3 separate regions of the Hordeum vulgare genome follow, and regions 1 and 2 are each linked to region 3. A link is a contact called in public Hi-C and HiChIP or PLAC-seq data. All regions are on one chromosome and are shown on one strand. Each heading gives the region's core, a stretch centred on a gene start, on an enhancer-like site or on the middle of the called end of the contact. The rest is flanking DNA. Distances are from core to core; before and after follow the strand shown.

Region 1 (4,399 bases), core at 925-3,424, 190 kb after region 3:
ATTAGAAGTATGAACATGTGAAATCATACTACTCTTTTCAAAGTGCTCAGATCACAATCAGTTCAGCAAAAGACAAGCACAATCAGTTCGATAAAAGAAACAGATGCAGAAACAAATGAAGGCAATTTTACAAGCAAATACATTGGCGCACACTATGTTGCACTGTATCAACCAAGGCTAGCAAACATATTTGGAATATAGTGTAGTATAGTTTTGGAGTTAATCCCAGATAAAAACTTTAGCAATTCTTCGTGGAATAGAAATTTGGGATTCAAATGCAACCATAAATGGAAATTGAGGGAGCTCCTCACATGTTCGGTGATGCCTCTCGTTGCATTTAGCTGCTCATCTTTGTCCAGTAAGCATTGCTGCAGCTTACTCACTTCTTCCTCCATGCTCCTTGCCTTCGTCTCTGCAACCTGCAACGTTCTCTCTCTAGTCAGAACAAACATGTAAGCAGTGACGAAGGTAGCAATTACAAAGCAGTAGGAATTTACTAACCTTCCTAGTTTGGGATTCCCTAGTAAACAGCTGCTCCTGGGACGCAAGCTTGTGCCTCACATCCTTCAGCTCAGACGCCAGAGATGCCACGTTTCTTCTAAAGCTCAGCTTCTTCTCTGTAAGATCCTTCAACAGCGGGTCCAAACCCGACGAAGACGATGAGCATGGTCGTACCGCCTTCTCAGAAACTGCCATAGCCAAGCCCCGAACCAAACAGAGAAGATTTAAGCCCAAAGGCCAAAACTCAGATCCTGGGAGCACTGTCCTATTTTCTCCAAGAACAAACAGCACGGCTCACAGCAAGCATCCCATGTATACGAGACAAAAATAAGGGCACCGAGAGCTCCTCTTTGACAAATCAAACACCGTAGCCGCCTCACAAAGTTCTCTCTTTCACAGGCCAGTAGCAGTCAACCGGTAGCTTTCACTGCACAAAACAATTGCACAAATTTAGGGGCAGAGAAAGATGGTGATGCTTGCTACACGCGCCATGTTGCCCTTAAGTTACCGGCCTGAAAGCATCAGTTTTCTTCGGGTCACGGGTACGAGCTCTTCTTGTGGCACTAGACAGTCGGCAAGTAATTGACAGGAGTGTTGCTTTCAGCAGTCGACATGATTTTGTACTACTAGTAACGGATGGATAGCAAATGAAGCAAAGTAAGATAATGTTGTTGTTCATGCTACAAGTAACTTGTTCATGGCGGCCAATGCAGGGATCAACTCCTGAAGCAACTAATTAGTCAACTTCAAACATAGCATGTTCTTGGTGCTTCAAGTCAACCCACGCGTTCCGCGGTACATGCTATTTTTTACAGAATAAACTGACTGCAACATTGTCCTGTTCTACGGCATGTGAAAAATAATCTTTTATACGTACGAAGATATCAGGCTTTTTATAAAGATATTAATCTACTGAAGAGTGAAGAGTAGTGTTTGGGACAAAACAAAAGCATCTTCCATCGAGATTCCAGCAAGACGAGGACAAAAAGAAGCTGTGCATCTGCAAACTTTCAAACGCGTTCAAATTTTCCAGAGAATCCGACAGAAAACTTTAAGTGCTTAATTAAATATATACTACCCACAGAGTAGTAGTTCCTCGAAAAAATCACTTATTTATTTTTCTAGTACTGGTACGGGGAGTACTTAATTAATGGTACGGGGGCAGAAATTAAAAACAATTCGAGATTTCGAAATAATTCAAACCGGGGCAGCAACCCAGACAAAGAAAAAACGGCGACAGATTCCACAGATTTGCAGGGCAAACTCAAGAACACCGAGAACCGCATACTCACCGCTCAAATCTACCGAGCTCGCAATCTTCCAACCCCCTAACAACAAGACCCGTACAAACAAACACAGAGACCAACAGCATGAACACAGCGAGGCCAAGGAAATCTCGCACCTTCGTCCCCAGCAGCAGCAGCAGCAGCAGCAGCAGCCGAATCCCGGCAGGGGAAGCTCCAAGAACCACAGGCCGGACCGAGAAGAGCCTTCCTTCCGCTCCCTCCGGCGGAGATCTACGGCCCCATTGCGCAGCAAGTATTTGGTGAGTAGGGTTTACGAGATTCTGGGGCGGCCTTGCCCTGATTTTTCGCAGTGTCTGGTGGCGGAGGGGGCGAGATTGATGAGGGGAGAGAGAACGGGAAGTGTGCGGAGATGGTTGGGGAGCTGGGGTTTCGAAACTGAAATGCTGGCGTGCGGGCCCCGGCGGCGTCTAGCGCGCGGCAAAACTCCGAAATTTTCTGGGCGCTGTGCGGCACGTGGCCTGGCCGTGCGCCGGCCGGATCACCTGTTCCGTGTACGCGTAGCGCAGGGTGGTGGTGCCGTGTTCTCCTGTTTTTTTGTTTTGTGCCGCCGTGTTAGAAAGAAAAATGAGGTCCATGAGCTAACACAAAAGCACAAAAGCAACGTGGGTCCTTTAACCGTTCGCAAACATCCGAACCGAGTCATGCAATATGGCACTGTATCGATCCGTCAAGCGGTTCGACATGTTTTTTACGTAAACCGAAAACCAATATACATGGATTTACGCGAGGTCCATAGGGCTTTTAGCTACCTCAAAGATACCCCATGCAAAATATGGTTCACTTGAACGAATAATTGAGAATGTAAACTTATTGTTTGACGATACAACAAAATAGATAAAAATATGACAAAAACTACAAAGAGTAGTACGTGATAAAAAAAAGGTACCAAATCAATTGTTTGCTTCTTAATTTAGACATAGATAGATAAGCCAAGTTCAAAAAATGTACCATCCATAGCAGTTTTTAGAGAAGTTGTTATTGTATCACCAACATGCCTACTCTCAATAAATCTCTTAATTGTATACCCATGAGTGTTGACATACCTACATGAGACAAAGAGGTTACATCAATTTGAGTCAACAATACCCTAGATATATCAGTAGATACATATATGCACATTGCTTCAATTAAAATTCAGTCCGAAGCAGTTTATTAAATCATGCAAGTATAACATAGTGCAAGTGGATGAAAGGGGGGAACAAGGAAATCATCAATGAGAATGCAAGGTTCAGCAGCCGGCAGTGAAGCAGCTAACAGGGGTGGCGCGCGAGAGCGGGGGCCGGGAACCCGATAGCAGGGGGCAGTTGGGGGCGGAGGCGACACCATGGCGGACGGCAGCGCGAGTGCTAGAGTCTGGAGATCGATCTCGGTGGCCGCCGCGCGAGAGTTGCGTCTCCTCTTCCTTGTGCTCGTGCACATGATTGCACGTGCGTACGAGCTAGATCGTGTTTTTTAGCCCATAATGCTTTATTAAGATGTTTTCATAATGTTTACAGGGACGAAACCAAGGTTACCAGGTTGGCCTAACAACACATGTCGGCCAACCCCTAGCTTAAGTACGTGCTTTGCGAGATTATGAGCCCCCATATTAGACGATCTAAACTCATATCTAAAGTTCACAGAAGTAAAAGAAGAAGACCACTCCACAGTTTCCTGTATAACTGCTCCATAGCTTGTTGCACTGTCATTCTTAATGGCATTGACTACGATGCCGCAATCGGACACCACCTCCACCCGATGGACATAAAGATTTGAAGCAAGAGCCAAAACTTCTCTGGCCGCCAACGCTTCCAAGGTTGTAGGATCACTGGTGAATGGGAAGAGGATACGTGAAGCCCCAAGTACATACCTTCAAAATCGTGGCACACCACTCCCACGGAGTCGAAGCTGAGACAGCTGCATCAACGTTGCACTTCACATAATTTTGAGGCGGAGCCTTCCATTGATTGGATCTGGCCGGAGGCACCGAAGGAACAGTTGTGGTTTGGACCTTCCCGAGGATCTGAATCTCTTCGATAAAAGACGTGACAAACCCCTGCGCCACTGACGAGCTTTGAAATAGATCTTCGTGAATAGCCTTTTGCCTAGACCACCAAATTGCCCATATAATTACTAACATTTTTGTAAAATTCGTCGGCGTAAGAGTCCCACTCAAAGCGAACAACCAGTTCCCGGCCTTCGGTTCTTGGTTCATGCACATTGTCTCAACCAAGCGATCATCGGATAGAGCCCAAACACATCGTGCCATATTGCATGTGAGCAGGCTATGCCTCCAACCGTCCTCCGCTCCACATATCGCACACGCCGGTGAGTCAGCCATATTTTGATGATTCAACAAGTCCCTTGTCGGCAGAGATTGCCTTGCTAGCCTCCAAGTAAATAGTTTCAGTTTTGAAGGAACTTCTAGCTTCCAAATAGTGGACCAGTTGTTTGTTTCCTCTTATCTGTTGGACACCCCCGAGCCTCGTCTAGCCAACCCTCACACTCTATTTTCGTCTTGATGATCATATTGTGTGCTGAGCATACAGAGAAGTGGTCTCTCCGATCTTCATACCAAGACCAGAAATCTTCAACCTGTCCCGTGCATACAG
Region 2 (4,058 bases), core at 1,008-3,507, 170 kb after region 3:
TTCATTGTAATCTTATTTTAGACCCGATAACGTCCGAATATTCGGGTTTTGACCATGGCAAAACGAACATTTTCAATGATAATTGTAATGACGTGGGGATGGCAAATTTAGTTGGCAAGCTTGACAAATCTATGCTCACCGTATATTTTATCAGAAAATTGTTGTGCATGCATTAAATTTGCCATCATCAACGTTCGCATTACCATGGTCAAATCCCAAACATTTAGCTTTTCTGTTCATTTTCTATTGACCGTTCTGCGTTTAGTAACTTGTGCATTGTAGCGGACATTGTGTTCCTTGGTAATTATTAAATTGCCTTTGGGCCCAGCTTTCTGATCGATTCTTTCAGAATCTGAAGAATTGGACGTCTTAATTTATGTGGGACATATTTACATGTGGGATAGTTATTACATATCTGAATGATTAAATTAAAAAATAACACGAATCTTTACGTAAGATTAATGATACTTCTTCCATTTACTTATACAAGGTCAGTATAAAATACTATACATTTTGCATCTATACAAAACCACCAACGGTAATCGAGGTAAAAATTAATGATGTTTCCTCGAACTAACAATTTGTTTAATACTCCCTTTTATCATGGTTTAGAAAGCGTGCTTGGAAATTTTCTCGAACCTAGATGGTTACTGATTGGCTGTGAGATGGGCTGAAAACATAGCATTCACACTACACATGCATATAGAAGTAGTACAACGGGGTACTAGTTAGCTGCTAGGAGTAATGTAATGCGCCTGAAATCTTGTCTATCGTGAAAATACACGTAAATTTAACCGTGCTGACGAGTGAGTACTTGTATGCATACAATCATAATGACATTCAACTACTTCCTCCATTCAATGTTCTTCCATGCATGCAGTGTATTAATGATCTCAGTACATGAAAAGAAAAGCTAGGTTATAAAACATGTACTCTCTTCGTCCCAAAATAAGTGTCTTAAGCTTAGTGCAATTTTGTACTAGAGCTAGTACAAAGTTAAGACGGTTATTTTGGGACGGAGGGAGTATTAAATTTGATCTTGGTATCTGTAATTTCATTTTGTGGCCTTGTATATAAAAATGATCCCAGTACACGAAAAGAAAAGCACTCGGCCGTCCATGGTGCGCCACCACACGTTAACTCCCGCGTCTCCTCGGTCGAGGGAGCCTCCTATCGGGACACTTCTTCTCAACATCTCTAAACCACCACCGGCAGCTCCGCCGGCTCCTGCACCCCGCTTCGACGATTGGTAGGGAGGTTGTGGCCAGAGGCCATGGAGGTGTCGTGTCCATGCCATGCGTCGGGCGCGAAGCAGGTGGAGCTCAGGGGGGAGGAAGGAGGAGAGTGGCGCTAGAGGCAAGGCTGGCGATGCTTGGCTCACGGAGTCCGTCGTCGGACAACAGTGCAGAGCCGTGCGGTGAGGGTGATGCGAGCAATGACCGGTAGTGTGCACAATGTGCTTGATAAAATGAACAAGCATGCGTGGCCCTTTTGTTATCTTAACGATTCAATCGACGACGTTAAGTTTTGGTGACATGTCAATCATGAAAGTGAGCCCTGACTTTTAGATTTCATATCAAACGGTTCTCAATTGATCGATTAGTGCTTTCAACAACGCATTATTGAAAATCGGTGTTTTTATTGATACTAAGGCCAACTCCACCGTGCGACCCCAAACGGACGTCCATTTTACCCGGATTCTGTCCGTTTAGGTAGAGCGATGTGGTTGTGTCCGGGCCTGTCCTGGGATGCGTTGGTCGTGCGCTCAGCGCGCGGCCGCATCCTGTCGGCCTTATATTAATAAAATACACCACTGCGTGTCAGGCCAGCTTCGTGGGTGGGGGTGGGAACAGAAAAAGGAGGCCCGGTATCCTGTTCGCCTTATATTAATAAAATACACCACCGCGTGTTAGGCCAGCTTCGTGGATGGGGTGGGAATAGAAAAAGGAAGCCCGTGCCACCGATGGGCGGGCAGGGGAGGACAAGCACGCACGCCCGGTCTGTCCGCGCGTTTTCTGTTTTACCCCAAAGACAGCACAAACTTACGTCAGGGATGGGTCAAAAGCGGACACAAAACGGACAAAAGTTCGTTTGCTCCCGCGCGCTGGACCGTCTGGTTCGTCCGTTTTATCCTAAACCGACGCGTGCGGACAAGATGAAATGGCGCAGTGGAGTCGGCCTAAGGGACGTAATTGTGGTGGTTTTTACAATTTACTCATGGCCAAGCGTCTATATTCTGCATGAGAAAAGGAGAGGAGTGGGCAGCCGTGGTGTGAGAGTCAGAGAGGGGAAACAGAGCCGCGCTCCTGTGACACGACCGCGTCGGCCGCCGCCGCCGCCGCCTTTACGCTGCTAGGTTTCCTCATACTCCTCATTGTCTCCTTTCTTCTCGGCATCACGGTCCGGTGACGGCGGGCGAGCGTCACGGTCCGTGAAAACGAGCGCCTTGGGCAGCGGCAAGTTCCGTTACATGGCGGGGCGCTTGCTGCTGGCGGTGCCGGGAAGGAGGAGAAGATGGTGGGAAGCGCCATTGTTTGCGGCGGAGCAGCGCGCGACGCTGGTCAACGTGAAGCTCAAGCTGGTCAAGGATCCGGCGCTCGACGGGGCGTTGTCGCGCCAGCGCCACCTCCGCGCTGCCCACCACCTGCTCGACCTCGTGTCCTCGCGGCCCGGCCACCGTATCCCGTGCCCCGAGCTCCTCACCGACAAGTCCGTCCACAGGATGTTCGGCTCCGCGGGCGCCGCGCTCGCCTTCCTCCGCAGATACCACACCCTGTTCGCGCTCTCCCGCCGCGGCGGAGGCGGCGTGTCCCTCACGGACGCAGCGCTCGGCCTCCGGCGCCGGGAACTGGACTGCCTGGACGCCTCGGAGCCCGACCTGCTCGCTCGCCTCCGCCGCCTCCTCATGCTCACCCTGCCGCGCTCGCTCCCGCTCCACACCGTCGACCTTCTCCGCTGGGACTTGGGCCTGCCCCGCGACTACCGTGCCTCCATTCTCGGTCGCCACCCTGACCACTTCGCCCTTAAGCAGCCCGAGGGTGACGAGCGCGTCTGGCTCCACCTCCTCTCCTGGGACGACCGTCTCGCTGTCTCCGAACTCGAGAAGGATGCGGCCGGCGGCGACACCACTTGCCTCCCGTTTCCGGTGAGCTTCACCAGGGGGTTTGGCCTGAGGAGCAAGTCTATGAACTGGCTGAGGGAGTGGCAGGCGCTGCCGTACACTAATCCATATGCCGACGCCTCGGGCCTTGACCGCCGCACTGATGTGTCAGAGAAGCGGAATGTCGGAGTTTTCCATGAGCTGCTGCACCTCACATTGGAAAAGAGGACGGAGCGCCACAACGTGAGCAACATGAGGAAGCTTCTTGGCATGCCACAGAAGTTTACCAAGGTATTTGAGCGTCACCCGGGCATTTTTTACCTCTCAAGGATACATGGTACACAGACAGTTGTACTCAGGGAAGCTTACGGTGGCACGAGCCAGCTGCTTGAGAAGCATGCACATCCACTTGTTGCTATCAGGAAAGAGTATGCCACCATGATGAGGGCTGCATTGCCACCAAGGAGGAGCAGAGAAAGCTTCAACTATTGTGGTGAACTAGATGAGGAAAGTGAGGGAGAGGAAGAAACTGAACTCTCTTAAAGAATGTCTTGTAGGCTCAATTGATTCTTAGTGCACCTGAATGAAGCAAAGCTAGTGACTTGGGAGAATGGATTCTCTCCGATGGTTCAGAGGTATGTGCATATTGATGCATCGTCTCAAACGCGCATTCCAGAATTCAGGAAATTATAACGCTTACATTATTAAGAAGCTTTCTTTTTCAAGATCTTTTCAGAGCTCTCTTATGTCATTTTGTCACCCCACAGAACATTTTGTTTATATCATTCCTCATATTTTGCCTTTCTTTTTCCTGCAGCCACGAATGCATTGGAGATTGAAAAACGGAATAGACTCCCTCTGTTCCAAAATAATCTAAGTTATAGGTTTGTGCTAAGCCAAATTTCATTAAGTTGACCGAGTCTATATTAAAATATATCAACATCTACAATACCAAATT
Region 3 (4,358 bases), core at 338-2,837:
TTGCAGAACCGCATAGTCACTTGGACGCGTGTCGTACGAGGAAGGTGGCTGATGCGACCATTATAATCCGCGGCCATTATAATCCGTCGGTTGATGGTTAGCTTTTCCTCATGTTTTAACAACTAAAATTTCCGCCCACGTTAAGTAAAATTTTCATTAAAAACATTTGAGATGAGGTTCACATGTTTTAATAATTGCAACTCGTGTTAACTAAAGTTGCGATAAAAAAGTTCGATGTCATGCTTAAAATCCGAACGGGTGCAAAGTATTTCAATACGGGAACTAGAAACCATGGTTACATCTTCGACTAGAAAGACATACAAACACCTTATCTAAGACTTGACGAACAACAAAACTGAAAGCGCTATAAGATATTGTCCCATCTCAAGAGCTTTCCACGACCACACATTGGCAAGCACAAAAACTGCACGCTGGTGCAATCCCAGCCGCGCAAGCTTATTCATTGCCTTATTCGCGACACCAACAAGAAAACGCCATACAGATCAGATCTTATCCTCGGACGCGAAACCCCTCCTAAGCAGATCACGGCTTCTTGGGAACCATCTGAGCGGCGAGCTTCTTGATGGCCGGCCTGGCCATGAGGCTCTCCCACCATGCCTTGACGTGCGGGTACGAGTCGAAGAGCGCGGCGTGCGGCGTGGCCATGAAGTAGAAGGTGTAGGGGAAGTGGTTGAGGTCCGCGAAGCTGACGAAGTCCCCGGCGAGGTACTTGTGCTGGGAGAGGCGCGCCTCGTAGACCTCCAGCACCTTCTTGAGCTTCTCCAGGCTCTCGTCCACCACCGTCTGGTTGGTCGGCAGGCCGCGCATGAGCGGGTTGATGAGGCACTCGTACACGATCGGCGACAGCGCCGGGTTGTAGGTGTGCGCGTCCACCTCCGTCCATACGTCCACCATGGCTGCTTCCTTCAGGTTGCCTTCTCTTAGAAGGTCGACCTCGTCCGTCTTGTACTTGCGCAGCACGTACTTCGCAATTGCGCGTGACTCTGAAGACGGAGCAAGAACACAATGTTTTTGAGGATTTGAGAGGATATTTGGATCGACACAGAGCAGCACCGGAAACAAAATGGAAGCATTCGCTTTACTGGTTGGTCCCATTCTGTGCCGAGAAACAGACGTCGAGCAAGTAGGAGTATTTGATACGGACAAATTTAACTGTAAAGGGTAAATTATTCGTACCGAAGAGAAGCAGATCTCCATCCTGGAAGGCAGGGATCTGGCCGAACGGCTGCAAGAAATGAAATCGGAACATCTCGCATCAGATCGAAAACAAGATGGTACGAGAAACCAGAGGATTTGAGTGAGTGGTCGGGGAGCTTAGTTACGTTTCTGACGAGATGCTCGGGGCTCTTGTGCTCCATGGCCTTGAAATCGATGTCGACGACCTCGTACTCGGCGCCGACCTCCTCCAGGCACACCAGCACCCGGGCCACGTTCGTCGACATGGCCGGCCCGAACACCTTCACCGGCGCCATTTTTTCCCTTGGTTGCTACACGCGAGAGAGCGAGAGATCGGGGTGTGCTGGTCAGTTATCTGTGTGTTGAGCGGTGTGCGGCATGACGCCAACTCCTTACCCATTTTTATAGGGCGTCTTACCGTTTGCGGGTAGGTGGTTGGTGGGAGGTTTGGACGTGCGCGCTCGAGAAGGATGGAGAGGAGACCGTGCGGTGTGGGGTGACGGGTGCAGTCAATTAGTGCATCACGGCTCACGTCACGACTCACGAGTGAGGTAGGTGCCATTGCTTTCCGTGAACTTTCTGGAACATCGGGCGGAGCTGCCGGGCAGTCGCTTCTTCCAGATCAACCTCATTCATTTCATCCTCCTACGGGTTTACCCGCGATTAAGTTGTTCTTTGTCCGTGCCTTCATATTGGTAGCCTGGTCTGTCAGACCCGGACTTAGCTCCATCAAACGCCCGCCGATGCGTCGGGCACTCCGTCTGTCCGATCATGCCTCATTTTCTTCTCACAACTTAACACCTCAATTAACATACCATAAATTCATATAAACTTATACACTCCATCCGTTTCGAAATATAAGTCTTTTAAACATTTTTACTAGAGGTCTACATACAAAACAAAATGATTGAACCTAACTTTAAAGTATGCCTTTATAAATTTGTATGTAGTTCACTAGTAAAATCTTTGAAAAGACTTATATTTAGATGCGGAGGGAGTAAGTATGTAAATGTTGTGTTACACATATTGTTCTGCTACTATATCAAGATATGTCATCGAAGTATTAAAAACGACATGTTTAACCTACAAGCTAGCTTGCTATGTAGAACATCAGTCACGGGTGCCCTTGTCCTTTCTGGCGTACTTGTCATCCTTCTCACGGAACTACAGGTAAAAACTAGCTAGCTTGCTATGTAGAACATCAGTCACGGGTGCCCTTATCCTTTCCGGCGTACTTGTCATCCTTCTTGCGGAACTACAGGTCAAAACTAGTTAGCTTGCTATGTAGAACATCGGGTGCCCTTGTCCTTTCCGGCGGACTTGTCATCCTTCTCGCGGAACTACAGGTCAAAACGCAGTAGGGATCGAGCCGAATTTGCTCATCGTCGGAGCTGTTCAACCCGTCGATGCCCTTGTTCTCCTCCTTCGGGTCAGTCCGACCATGGCACGGACCGCCCGATTCTGCTCTCGGGCGATGGCACAGGTATTCCTCCGTTGTCGTTGTTTTATAATGCGGGTGCAGATGGCATCCTCCTCCGCACCACACGCCTTCGCCTCCGCCATGTCGGCAGCAAGATGGGCCTCGAGTGCCCTCATTATCTCCTTCCCACGGCAGGCACATGGGTCCCGGTGGCACTCAAATCCCGACGGACCGGTGATGGAAAAACGGAGATTGGAAGGCTCCCGGAAGGACTGTGATGATTCAGTTGTCGGTGTCAAAACCGACAGATCTCGGGTAGGGGGTCTCGAACTGTGGACCTTAGATCGATGTGTTCACGAAAGAGGGGGGACAGTATTTACCCAGGTTCGGGCCCTCTTGAGGAGGTAAAACCCTACGTCATGTTTGATTATATTGATGTGGATGATGATTACAGAGTTTACCTCGAGATCATATATACTAAACCCTAGACGAGTCAACCTTTCTACATGGACGAGGACCCCCGATTTATATAGTCACCAGGGGATGTAGGGTTACATACAATCGACCTCGTCTACTTTTACTTGGACGCCATGCCGATCTTCGGTGCTTTCCTACTTGAGTACGAGATGACCGCACAACCCGACCTTCAATTATTACGGCCCATAAGGCCGGCCTCTTCACAATAAGCCAACTACCTGATGACCCCTTAATCTCAGACTCCCTCAGTAGCCCTCAAACTAGCCTTCAATGCCGATTTCCAGGGTCTTCAGATGGTTGCGCCCAGAGTGTTCGGTTTGCAAGGCGAGTTCCCATGCTTCTTCCAATCAGGAAATGATGATTTAATCCCCGGCCGACTCACGGTTACTGAAGCGTCGTGGGGCCCACAACTTTTAACTCTGCACAAAGATTAACAACAATTCTCGATTCTCATGTGCTTTTCTAAATGCAAGCACTTTTAGCTATCCCTAACAGAACCGTTCCTTATTGAAAGAGGAGGTAACGCCCTTTATAAACGGATCAAAATCATTTCCGTGGCTTCATCGCCTCCCAGCCTCGCCAAGAAACCCTAGAGCTCCAACACCTCCGGAGTCATGGCAGGTTCCTCCTCACGCCCCCTTGGCCCCCTTCCAGGGGACTGGACCAGTTGCTCTGTTTCTCTTCTCCGCCTGCGCGAGCTCGAAACTCACGGATATCTTCCTCCATCAGACCTACAACCCACTCGCGTCGGTATGGCCTCCGTCGATGGCAAAGCCTTCACGGAAAACTTCCCTTCCCCTCAAAGGGGAGAACGAGTTTGCTTTGTTTCCTTCCTACTGCGAGGGGTGGGATTCCCCATTCACCCTTTTCTGAGGGGTTTATTGGAGTTCTACGGGATGCAGCTCCACAATCTCACCCTCAGTTCCATCCTTCATATCTCAGGCTTCGTGGCCTTATGCGAGATGTTCTTGGGCTACGAACCCCACATTGATCTATGGAGAAAGTACTTCTGCATCCTTCCCCGAACTAGAGGAACGACAATTCGGGAAGTGGGTGGAGCTGAAGTATGGCGCATAGCCGCCAGAGGATACCCGATTGGGACACCAAGGAAGAAGCTCGATGAATGGTCCTCAGAGTGCTTTTATATTCAAGACGTTCCGCTGTTCGAACCAGTTTGGAGAGGCCTTCCCAAATATTTCGCGGCTCCTTTAAAGAAGTGATTTAGATGGAGGCCGAAGAGCTCTTCCCAAGAGGGGAGCTTCAA

Evidence for each region. A called contact is a pair of places that touch in the nucleus more often than the background predicts. HiChIP or PLAC-seq counts read pairs in DNA pulled down with a chosen protein or histone mark.
Region 1: a contact with region 3 is called in an H3K4me3 HiChIP or PLAC-seq map of embryo, with 5 times the contacts expected there. The contact joins the promoter of LOC123421667 here to the promoter of LOC123421365 in region 3. A contact is called at or near these places in 1 of 6 Hi-C or Micro-C datasets (seedling) and 1 of 1 datasets of contacts at active chromatin or transcription factors (embryo).
Region 2: a Hi-C map of leaf shows a contact between it and region 3, with 4 times the contacts expected there. The contact joins the promoter of LOC123406945 here to the promoter of LOC123421365 in region 3. A contact is called at or near these places in 3 of 6 Hi-C or Micro-C datasets (leaf and seedling) and 1 of 1 datasets of contacts at active chromatin or transcription factors (embryo).

What each region holds. Positions count from the first base shown.
Region 1 is chr1H:56,664,618-56,669,016 of MorexV3_pseudomolecules_assembly, forward strand. It overlaps LOC123421667 (nuclear envelope-associated protein 2-like), which reads right to left and starts at 2,175. Exons shown (of 6, transcript XM_045107582.1): 1 at 1,904-2,175; 2 at 502-928; 3 at 312-419. The coding sequence starts at 696.
Region 2 is chr1H:56,641,469-56,645,526 of MorexV3_pseudomolecules_assembly, forward strand. LOC123406945 (protein WHAT'S THIS FACTOR 9, mitochondrial-like) reads left to right here and starts at 2,258. Exons shown (of 2, transcript XM_045099994.1): 1 at 2,258-3,735. The coding sequence starts at 2,471. The coding sequence ends at 3,643.
Region 3 is chr1H:56,470,422-56,474,779 of MorexV3_pseudomolecules_assembly, forward strand. LOC123421365 (probable glutathione S-transferase GSTF1) reads right to left here and starts at 1,588. Exons shown (of 3, transcript XM_045107536.1): 1 at 1,344-1,588; 2 at 1,198-1,246; 3 at 244-1,004. The coding sequence starts at 1,493. The coding sequence ends at 544.